Regions from separate parts of the Pan troglodytes genome. Here region 1 is linked to region 2. A link is a contact called in public HiChIP or PLAC-seq data. All regions are on one chromosome and are shown on one strand. Each heading gives the region's core, a stretch centred on a gene start, on an enhancer-like site or on the middle of the called end of the contact. The rest is flanking DNA. Distances are from core to core; before and after follow the strand shown.

Region 1 (5,362 bases), core at 1,998-4,497, 370 kb after region 2:
CCAACCTCTTTCTGGCTGGGTGATCTTGTACAAGTCCTGAACCTCTCTGCACCTCAGTTTCCTCATTCGTACCACAGGGGACCGGCACCAGCACACAGCATTACTCCAGGATTGGACGAATTGTCACATCTGCAAGTCTCCACTGGTGTTATTACGTTATCAGGCACAAACCCCCTCCAGACACCTGAGCCTCCCCCACAGGCTCCCAGTGAGGAGCCATCACATGCCCAGGCCAGCCGAGGGGCCCTCAGGCATGGGGATCTGGGCAATGGCAGCAAGCTGGGCGGGGGGTGCAGCCAGGATGACAGCAGATCTGCAGGGCGGGGTCCTCGCCCCGGGCCACCTGGCTGGGGCCGAAGGTCACTGCTGCGTCTAACTGGGCCTTGAGCAGCTGAAGCTGTTTCAGGGCTTGCAGCACCTCTGGGGTGGCCCCGGCCACACCCCCCAGCAGGTTGTAGTTCTCACCAGGGTCCTTGGACAGGTCGTAGAGCAGCGGGGGCTCATGAGCAGTCAGAGAGCTGGAGGCGTGGCAGGCAGGGTCTGCAGTGGTATCACTGTGGGCAGAGCCTGGGGAGGGGGCCAATTCTGTGCCCAGGGCAAGAGCGAGAGGAGGGGCCGGGGATCTAGGGCTCCGGGGAGGGGTCAGCAGGTTGGGGGGAGGGATCCACGGGGAGGGGTTACCCTGGGTGAAGAAGTGAGCCTTGTACTTTCCACTCCGCACAGCAAAAACCCCACGGACCTCGTCTGGGTAGGACGGGTAGAAGAAGAGAGACCGCCGAGGGCTCTAGGGGCAGAGTCAGGGGTCACGGGGCGGGACAGGCCCCAAGCACTGCACATACCTGGGGCTGCCAGCCCTGGTGTGAGGCCCTGGACGTGCACCGCTTCTTGCCCACCCAGGAACCTGAGAGGTGGCGCCACTTGGATGCCACTCAGTGCAGGAGGCACTGAGGCACAGACTCTCAGGCACTGCCCACACTCACCCCAGGGGAAGGCCAGGACAGGGGCCAAGGATCTGGGATCAGGGGTCACCGGCCCTACCTTGCCTGTGCCCAGCAGCAGGGGGCTGAGGTCAAAGCCATCCAAGGTGACATTGGGCAGTGGGGCCCCAGCCAGGGCTGCCAGGGTAGGCAGCAGGTCCAGGGAGCTGGCCAGCTCGTGGGTCACGCCTGGAGGCAGGAGGCTGGTCAGTCACTCAGTTCGCCATCAAGGTTGGGGTGGTGGGGCCAGGGTTCCAAGGAGAGGGCCTGCGGACTGACCGGGAGCGATATGACCTGGCCAGAAGGCCAAGGCAGGCTCTCGGACACCGCCCTCGTAGGTCGTTCCCTTTCCACACCGCAAGAGACCAGAGCAGCCGCCTCGGGACATACGCATGGTCTCAGGTCTGGGACACAGGAGGAGCTCATGAGCCATGGAGCCACAGCCTCTGAGCCACCGAGGGTGACCAGTGGCCCCACACCTCTAAGTCACAAAGCTTGCCCGGAGGTGCCCAGCATGAGCCCGGCACCTCCCAGGCCTACCAAGACCAGCTCTCTGTGCACCTGTGTCTCCTGACTACACCTTGGGCCCCTGCAACGTGGCCAGCATCTCCTGATACCCCCTCACCCACTATGTTCTTGGCAAGCAGCTGAACTGCAAGGCCCCCAGGGCCCTGGCCTATGACAGGGCCAGAGCACCCTGCTGCCCTGCTGGCATACCCATTGTCTGCAGTGAAGATGACCAGCGTCTCTTCAAGCAGCCCCAGGTCCCCTATGGCTGTCATCAGGGTCCCCACAGCTGCATCCAGCTCCATCAGGGAGTCCCCAAATGGCCCGCGGCCTGAACGCTCTGCAAAGCTCTGCCCACTGAACTGAGGGTAGTGGGTGTGCTGGGGGCAGAGACTGGAGTTAGCACTGGGTAGGGGTCATGGGCAGCCAGGGGGTTGGGCCAAGATCACTTACGTGAGAGGCATAGTACAGGAAGAAGGGGCGATCCTGGCGCTGGGCGTCGGCCATGAGGTCATGGGCAAAAGCCATGTAGCGGGCCTCTAGTCCGGGCAGCCAGGGGGGCTGCGCCTCCACGGACAGGTTGGCCAACAGTGGGATGGGGACCAGGCCCTGGTCACAGCCACCGTCGCAGGGAGTGGCCGGCGGGAAGCAGGTCAGGTTCTGGCAGGGGCCCTGAGGCGGGCAGCTGCCGTGAGGGCTGGGCTGGCAGGTGGGGCTGCGGGAGCATCAAGGGCTGGGGGACTTTGGGAGGTGGGAGGGTGGCTGAGGGCCCGGGTGGTTCCTACCTGGTCGTGGGAGTATGGGATGCCTAGAAATCGATGGAAGCCCTGATGGGGGGGCAGGAAGGCCCCCTCAGGCCCCACCCCAAGGTGCCACTTGCCGGCCATTCCTGTGAGGTAGCCTCGGGCAGCCAGGACTTCGGCCACGGTCACCTCCTCCAGGGGCAGGCCCCCCCGGGAGCTGGGCACCAGGACGCCAGGGTACATGCCCATCCGAACCGGGAGCCGGCCGGTCAGGAGGGCGGCCCTGCGGGACAAGTCACAGAGTCCCTGAGACAGACAGAAATGTGGCCTTCCCTAGAGAGAGAGACAGACGTTTTTCCCGCCCTCCTGCAATCCACTGGGAGGAAAGGGATGGAGGGTCGGGGCGGGGAAGAGGCGCGGCCCCCTCTTTACCTAGAGGGTGTGCACAGAGACACAGGCACGTAGAAGTCTGTGAACCGCAGCCCTCCTGCCGCCAGCTGGTCCAGGTTGGGAGTGGTAGAGCTGGGGTGCCCATAGCAGCCCAGGTCCCCATAGCCGAGGTCGTCAGCAAAGATCAGCACGATGTTGGGCGGACGGGCAACGGCCAGGCCAGCAGCCAGGGCCAGGAGGAGGGACCGCGGTGCCCCCATGGACATGGGACCGAGGGGTCTGTCCCAAGAGAGGGAGGGCTACTTGGCTCCAGCAGGCTCCTTCCGATACCACAGACCCAGGCGCCGCCCTTCCCTGAGACCCCAGACCCAAATACTCCCCGACCCTGACGGCCGCCTCCTGAAGCTCCAGAGGACCGGGGCCCGACAGTACCGGGAGACCGTGGGCTGGGACGGAACTCCTCCAGGACCAGGGCACCTTCAGATTCTCGAGCGGAGATCTGATCCTCCTCGCCTAGCGGTCCGGGCTCAGGGTCGGGGGCGTAAGTCACTTGGCGCTGACCAGCGGAGTCGGGCCGGGGGGAAGGCGCTAGAGGGAGCCCAGGAGGAGCCGGTAGCGGGCTGCGGACGCTTCCGCCTCGGCCCCGCCCCGTGACCTGTGACCCTTGCGGGGCGGGGCCAGGGGCGGGCCGGGGCGAGGGGCGTTGCTGCGCGTGCTCGCTCCGAGGCCGCTGTGTGCGCCTGAGGCTGTTGGCTGCGGTCCTGAAACGGACTCTGGGAGCTTCCTCTGCGCGGTCGGCCCCGGCTGAGGCGTCCCGGGCTGCGCGCGGGGCTCGGCGCTGCGCAGTGTCCGGTGTCCTCTCGGTCCGGAGCTTCTCCAGAGGAGGAGCGGCTCGTGCGCCCCCAGACCTCCGGTACTGGGAGACTCGGGCCCTCCTGTAAGAGACCTGAGCACGGAGCGTTATGGGCACCCGGTGAATGAGCAAATCGCAGGGAAAACCGTGCAGCCCCATGGACTGCGGGCTTTTCCTTCACGACTAGCAAAAGCTTTGACACCCTTTCTCCTGCGTACGTGTGTCTGTGTGCGTGTAAGCTGTGGCTGGGTGCGGGCGGCTGTGTACGTGTCTGTGTGTGGTGTGTGTGGAGTGTTTGAGGCAGGTGTGTGGTGTTTCAGGTGTGTGTGCATGTGTGTGTGGTTGAGGTGGTGTGTGTGTTTTTTTGTAGTGTTTGAGGGATATGTGTGTGTGGTGTTTGAGGGGTGTGTGTGTGGTGTTTGAGGGGTGTGTGTGTGGTGTTTGAGGGGTGTGTGTGGGTGGTTGAGGGGTGTGTTTGGTGTTTGAGGTGTGTGTGTGGTTGAGGTGTGTGTGTGGCGTTCGAGTTGTGCGTGTGTTTGAGGGGTGTGTGGGGTGTGTGTGTGGTGTTTGAGGGGTGTGTGTGAGGGGTGTGGGGGATGTGTGTGGTCTTTGAGGTCTGTATGTGTGGTGTTTCACGTGTGTGTGTGGTTGAGGTGTGTGCAGTGTTTGAGAGGTTGTGTGTGTGTGTGTGTGGTGTTTAAGGTGTGTGTGTTTGAGGTTTATGTGTGGTGTTTGAGGGATGTGTGTGCATGTGGTTGAGGTGTGTGTGATGTTTGAAGTTTGTGTGTGGTGTTTGAGGTGTGTGTGTGGTTGAAGGGTGTGTGTGGTGTTTGAGGGGTGTGTGTGGTTGAGGGCTGTGTGTGGTGTTTGAGGGGTGTGTGTGGTGTTTGAGGGGTGTGTGGTGTTTGAGGCACGTATGTGTGGTGTTGGGTGTGTGTGGTGTTTGAGGTGTGTGTGTGGTGCTTGAGGGGTGTGTGGTGTTTGAGGCACGTATGTGTGTGGTGTTGGGTGTGTGTGGTGTTTGAGGTGTGTGTGTGGTGCTTGAGGGGTGTGTGGTGTTTGAGGCACGTATGTGTGTGGTGTTGGGGGGTGTGTGTGGTGTTAGAGGTGTCGCGTATGTGTGTTTGCGGTGGTTGAGGTGTGTGTGTGTGTCTGGTGTTTAGGGTGTGTCTGTTGTGTGCGTGTGGTGGTGGAGGCGTGGTGTGGTGTGGAATGTGTGTCTGGGGTCCAGTCTGGCCTGTTGCAGGGTTACGCTGCTGGGGAAAAACTCATCTGAGGACAACGTGATTGGGTTGTCGCTCCCTCGTTGGGCAGCCTTGGACTTAACCTTTTTGATCTTGAAGGAAAACAAAATATGTCACCTCCAAATATATTTCCTTGACACGGTTCAAGACAGTTACTCAGAAGGACTGGAAATAGAAGAATAGCTGAAAAGCTGTCTTTTGTGGGGGAGATTTGCATCTGTGGAGAGAATCTACACTGATGCGGCCAGGCCTCCTCTGAGGCCCTCCCTTGCCTGATCTGGGAAGAGTAACAGTCTGACGCCTTTAAAGGCCTGAAGGGAACATTCACCATCTGTTCTCTCTCAGGGCTGCTACCTGTGAGGTTTCATCTGTAGAACAAGGCCACCTTTGCTAGCCAGGCCTCCTCTGCTCTCCCTCCCGTAACCGGTCTTGCCACTGTCACCTGATTTTCCACCATAAACTGTGGCCATACTTTGAGCCCATGTTCTTTCTGTAACCTCAAGATGGTATATAAGCTTCCGAACCCCATTGGGAGGCTGGGGTCATCACTCTGGTTCTCCCTGTGTGCATGAATAAATCTCTATGCCTTTTTTCTTACTAACCTGGCTTTTGTCAGTTGATTTTCTGTGAACTCAGAGTGCAGAAAAG
Region 2 (5,169 bases), core at 1,711-4,210:
GGGCGAAGCACTCTGGCGTGGCCTGCATTTGCCCCTGGAACCAGAGCCATGTGTGACGGGGGACCTGGGCCCCAGGACCCCAGAAGCCCTCCCTGGCAAGGCAAGGCCCTCACCTCAGGGTCCCCGATGGCTGAGTCAAATCCTGCCGAGACCAGCACCAGCTCAGGGTCAAACTACAGGCCAGGCCGGAGTGGGGAGGGTCGACAGAGAGGGGCTAGAGCCCGGGTGAGGGCGAGCCAGGCCCATCCCATCCCCTCCTGAGCACCTTCCCCAGCCACACAGGAGTGGGACACCTCATAACCCTCCTCCTGCCTTCACTGGCGCACTCCAGGCACAAGGTCCCCCTCCCACCCGGCTGCCCTGGGGGAGCCCTCCGTGCAGTCACCTCAAAGGCCAGTGGAAGCAGCAGGTGCAGGAAGGCAGCCACGTAGTCAGCGTTTCCCATCCCGACCTGGCAGGACATCCCAGGCTACATCCTGAACTGTGGGGCAGGGGAGGGGCCCAGGGGGAGGGGGCTGGGTGGGGACCTGGGGCTTGAGGGTGAACTGTGGGGCAGGGGAGGGGCCCAGGGGGAGGGAGCTGGGTGGGGACCTGGGGCTTGAGGGTGAACTGTGGGGCAGGGGAGGGGCCCAGGGGGAGGGGGCTGGGTGGGGACCTGGGGCTTGAGGGTGAACTGTGGGGCAGGGGAGGGGCCCAGGGGGAGGGGGCTGGGTGGGGACCTGGGGCTTGAGGGTGAACTGTGGGGCAGGGGAGGGGCCCAGGGGGAGGGGGCTGGGTGGGGACCTGGGGCTTGAGGGTGAACTGTGGGGTGGGGGAGGGGCCCAGGGGGAGGGGGGCTGGGTGGGGACCTGGGGCTTGAGGGTGGGCACCTGGTTCCAGGGCAGGTTGACAGTGAAGCCGAGGCCCTGTCCCCGCCCCACTGCGTCTGCATCTGACTCACGCAGGAAAGGCCAGAAGCGCCCATGCTCATAGCGGTGCCAGGAGAAGTAAAGGACGCTGCCAACAGCCAGCCAGAGCCAGAGGTCAAAGGTCAGGACCCTCAACAGCTCTACAGCTCCCTGTAGAACGCTGACCCCTGAGCACATGTCTGTATCTCACCCCTGGATTCTCCCAGGCCAGGCTGTGCACCCAAAAACTGGGGCTGCAGGGAAGGGTGGTTTCCGCACCCCTGCTCACCTGGGGTCATCCTCAAAGAGATACTGGATCCCCTGGCCATGGTGCACATCCCAGTCCACGACGAGGATCCTGGGTACAGACAGCGCTGGTGGCAAAGGGGCAGGGCCTCCCACCTCCAGGAGCCCGGCCAGGGATGGGAAGGTGCTGGCTGGGTTCTCTCGCCTCCTGCGCCGCCCCTTGCTGTGTGGCCTGGGCCCACCCCCCTGCAGCCAGCCTGGCACACACCTGTGTAGCCCGTGTTTCTGCTTGGCATGTGCAGCTGCTATGGCCACGTTGTTGAACACGCAGAACCCGTTGGCAGCCGCCCTCTGGCTGTGGTGCCCGGGAGGCCTACGGCGTGAGAGTAGGATTTGGGTCACGTCAGGGTCGCCCTGGCCCCTCACAGGGCCACCCACGGAGGAGCAGCCAGGGGAAGGGGCAGCTCTCACCTCACCAGGGCAAGCCCATTTTGCACAGCTCCAGTGAGCACAGCGTCCACCAGCTGCAGTCCAGCCCCTGCGGCCAGCCGCGCGCAGTGAAAGGTACTCTGTGGGCGCAGGGGCGCAGATGAGCCCCCTACCTCCCCTGCTGCCCTTTGCAGGCCGTACCCACACTTGTGCCAGGCTGCAAGACACCAGCTGCTGAGCAGAACAGGCCAGCCCCAGGCTCTGGCAGTGCCAGCAGGCAGGTGTGCAGGGCAATGTCATGTGTATGGACCAGGGGACACTGGCTGGGGTTGGCGGCCGTGGCTGTGAACGCGCAAAGGCACGTGCATGTGTGTCTGCACAGGTGAGTGTGTCCGGGGACACGCACCGGGTGGAAGTAGATGGCGTCGAACTGTCCGGACAGCGCCTGCAGCTCCTCCTTGCCTAGGACCTGGGTCTCCCTGACCAGGGATACATACTCTGGGCTGCATGCAGATGGGCAGGCAGGAGAGGCAGGGTCACCAGCAGGAGCAGGGGGGCGGGAGGCGGGGACCTGGGATTCGTGGTGGGAGTGGCCACCCTGTCACTTCCTCAAGCCTGTGAGCCCACCCGAGGTGCATAGGGAGAGGCTCTGTATTCGAGGCTGGCAGGCTTGGGGTAGGCCCAGGTTCTTAGGTTTCTAGCTGGGCTGCCCGCCCCCCCCATCGTGGGGCCTGCCCCCGTCCTGACCTGTGCACCAGGCCCAGCTCCTCTTCCGAGGCCTCGCGAGCTGACAACCGCAGACACCTCTGTTCCAGGCCGCGCTGCCGCAGGCGATCCAGGGCTGCGGTCAGGCGCTCAGGACGCTCGATCTCGCACTCGGGGCTGGGGCAGATGAGGAGCTCAGTTCAGAGGTCCCTCCCCGCACCCCACCTCGGCCAGGTCCCACTTACTCGTCCCAGAGCAGCCGGGTGGCCGTCATGTCCTCATGGTACACAAGCGCGGTCCCCATGGCTGCGCCGTGGTCACCCTGGGTTCCCAAACGCCCTCGCTAGCGGTGCCTGCCACTGCCCGTCCCCACCTTCGGCCGGGAGCAGCCGGAGGCCTGGGACCTGCCTGGGGCGCAGGCGGGCGGCGGGCACCGGCGTGGGCGGGAGCGCACAGAACCTAGGCAGGCTCCGGGATCCCAGGCGCGCAGAAGGCACGGAGCGAGGCTGCAGTCGAAGGGGGAGGCTCCCCGCGCCTGGCTTCCGGCTTCCTCGCCTCGGACCTGGGTCCCGCCCCGCGCCCTGCTCCCGGTCGCTATGGCGAGCTCCGCCCCGGAGCGAGGAACCAGCGGGCGCGGAAGCCTCGGCGCCCCGAGCCGCCAGCCCTCGGAGCTGCGCTGCGGCTCCGCCTCCCCATTGGCCCCGCCCCGATCCCCTCCAAGAGGGGCGGGGTCCCCCGGCCCTACGCGAGTGGTCGCCGCAGCCCCACCCGAACGCCCGTGGCCGAGCCTGCCCATGAGAGCCCCGTTCTGCACCAGCTGGGTCAGGGTCCAGCGCAGCCCCAAGGCCCACCCGGCCCGGGCGCAGGAAGACCTGGGGTGAAAGGCGAGGGGAGCGAGGGGTCTGCAGGGCAAAGGCCACGAGGCGGGAGGAGCCCGCGGGGAGACAGGTGGCGCTGCGGCCGGCTCAGGGCGGTGGTCGTGGCTGCATCGAGGCGCAGCACCGCCCCCGAGGTTTAAGGAGGGAGTGAGTCCGGTTCTAGCTCCAAGAAGACCCCTGGCCCAAGAGCAGAGTCAAGGTCGGTGGAGGTGGGGACACTGGACCGGGGTTGCGGTAGCATGGTGGGGAACAGAGGAGTGAGGAAGATAGGAGGCACGGGCACAGCCACGGAGCAAGATGCCCGAGAGGAAACCTGAGGCCCCCTGGAGCCCAGGGGACACCCTGCCCCCGCGGGAGTTCACATCCAGCTGGGTCACAGAATTTTGGGGCCCCCAGTCCTCAGGCCACCTATGGGCCCACACTTTGGGCCCAGTGTGGACAGCAGCCATGCCACAAGTCAGCATGGCTCCGGAGCTGATGGTGGTCACGTCCCCCAGGCCCAGATGCCCTGGAGAGGCATGAGGGTCGCTGGGCAGAGAAGGCCCATCTGTCCTGGCAGCTCATCAGGTCCACTTTGGCTGGGCCAGCTGTGGGCATGTCCACCGAGGACACCTGGCCTGCCCTGCCCTGCCCCTCACTGGTCTCTCTGCTGTAACCCCTGCCCTGGGACAGGTTTGGAGGTGCCCATGGCCTGTGTTCCAGCCGCCACCCTTGGAAACACCGAGTGGCCTGCAGAGGGCAGCCTGGGCACGAAGATACCACTGGAGCAGGGTAGTAGGGGCTAGAGGTTTGATCAAGAATAAAACCCAGCCCTCTGTGCTCACCAATCCACCACAGGGGCCAGAGGGGTCTCAACATGTCCAATGTGCCCCGTCCCCCCAGGGACTGGCTGGTGCTCACCACTCCATCACAGGGGCCAGAGGGGCCTCAACGTGCCCAGCGTGCCCCCTCCCCCCAGGGACCTGCTGGCGCTCACCACTCCGCCACAGGGGCCAGAGGAGTCTCAACTTGTCCAATGTGCCCCGTCCCCCCAGGGACTGGCTGGCGCTCACCACTCCATCACAGGGGCCAGAGGGGCCTCAACGTGCCCAGCGTGCCCCCTCCCCCCAGGGACCTGCTGGCATTGGAGGGTGCAGAGAGCTAGGGTAGATCCTAACACTCCTCCTCATCAGGCCCTGCCCCAGGGTCTGGCTTCAGGATCCACACACAGTGGCTTAGAGTCTAAGCCATTAGCAGGTCACCCCGTAAAAGGGGAGGGGCCAAGCCCTAACGTGGGGGTTTGAAGATCACTGGCACAGGCCTGGGGAAGTGGGCACCAGCTTTGTGGCCTGGGAGAGATGGGATGCTCAGGCCCCCCTACTGGCTCTGAGGGTCTGAGCTATCAGGCCAGCCTCCTCTACATGCAGGCCAAGGGCTTGGAGGTCTTAAGGTGGGACCCAGCATGAGGACGCACAGCCAGAACAGGGAGCTACAAAAGGGTCTATTTCCTTCCAGCCACGCGGGCACCACACAGCTGATTTACATTCCAGGCTGGGGGTGCAGGAAGGTCCACTGACATCGCCCAGGAGAGGGGATGTCCCTGAGTTGGTGCCCTGCGCCCACCCTCTGTCCTTCCTCTGTATGGCCCAGAGCAGGCAGGGCTCAGAGGCCAAGGCCTGATCTGGAGCCCCACCAGCTCTGAGGTTTCTGAGGGCACCGGGCAAGTGGGCCACTGCTCCAGGGATCAGAAGCCATCCCCAGGTCGGCCAGAGGTGTTGTCCAGAAAGTTCAGGTGCTCCTCCATGATGGGCGCCCAAGAGCAGAGGCATGGCCGTGGGGAGGAGGGTCCATGGAACCCGGGCGTCTGCTCTGATGGATGCCTTGGGATGCAAGCCCCAGCCAAGGTCAAGGTGGCAACGAGAGTCCCCTCTCAGGTGGAAGGTGAAGGTGGTCCTCACTGCCACCCCGGAGCCCAGAGATCTTCACAGAGCCGTCTCCTTGGAGACCCTGGCCCCCAGCTGCCGGGGAGGCTTGAAGCTGAGCAC

What was found. HiChIP or PLAC-seq counts read pairs in DNA pulled down with a chosen protein or histone mark.
Region 1: a contact with region 2 is called in an H3K4me3 HiChIP or PLAC-seq map of stem cell-derived excitatory neurons, with 2.2 times the contacts expected there. The contact joins the promoter of ARSA here to the promoter of HDAC10 in region 2. A contact is called at or near these places in 1 of 7 Hi-C or Micro-C datasets (stem cell-derived neural progenitor cells) and 1 of 1 datasets of contacts at active chromatin or transcription factors (stem cell-derived excitatory neurons).

What each region holds. Positions count from the first base shown.
Region 1 is chr23:52,747,744-52,753,105 of NHGRI_mPanTro3-v2.0_pri, forward strand. ARSA (arylsulfatase A) reads right to left here and starts at 3,248. Exons shown (of 9, transcript NM_001280396.1): 1 at 3,050-3,248; 2 at 2,660-2,896; 3 at 2,270-2,510; 4 at 1,938-2,156; 5 at 1,695-1,864; 6 at 1,257-1,381; 7 at 1,039-1,166; 8 at 682-784; 9 at 124-567. The coding sequence starts at 2,877. The coding sequence ends at 248.
Region 2 is chr23:52,373,298-52,378,466 of NHGRI_mPanTro3-v2.0_pri, forward strand. It overlaps HDAC10 (histone deacetylase 10), which reads right to left and starts at 2,961. Exons shown (of 20, transcript XM_515218.9): 1 at 2,513-2,961; 2 at 2,310-2,444; 3 at 1,969-2,065; 4 at 1,605-1,702; 5 at 1,402-1,506; 6 at 1,177-1,245; 7 at 870-996; 8 at 386-451; 9 at 114-173; 10 at 1-34. The coding sequence starts at 2,571. MAPK12 (mitogen-activated protein kinase 12) reads right to left here. Exons shown (of 11, transcript XM_016939477.4): 11 at 4,607-5,169. The coding sequence ends at 5,107.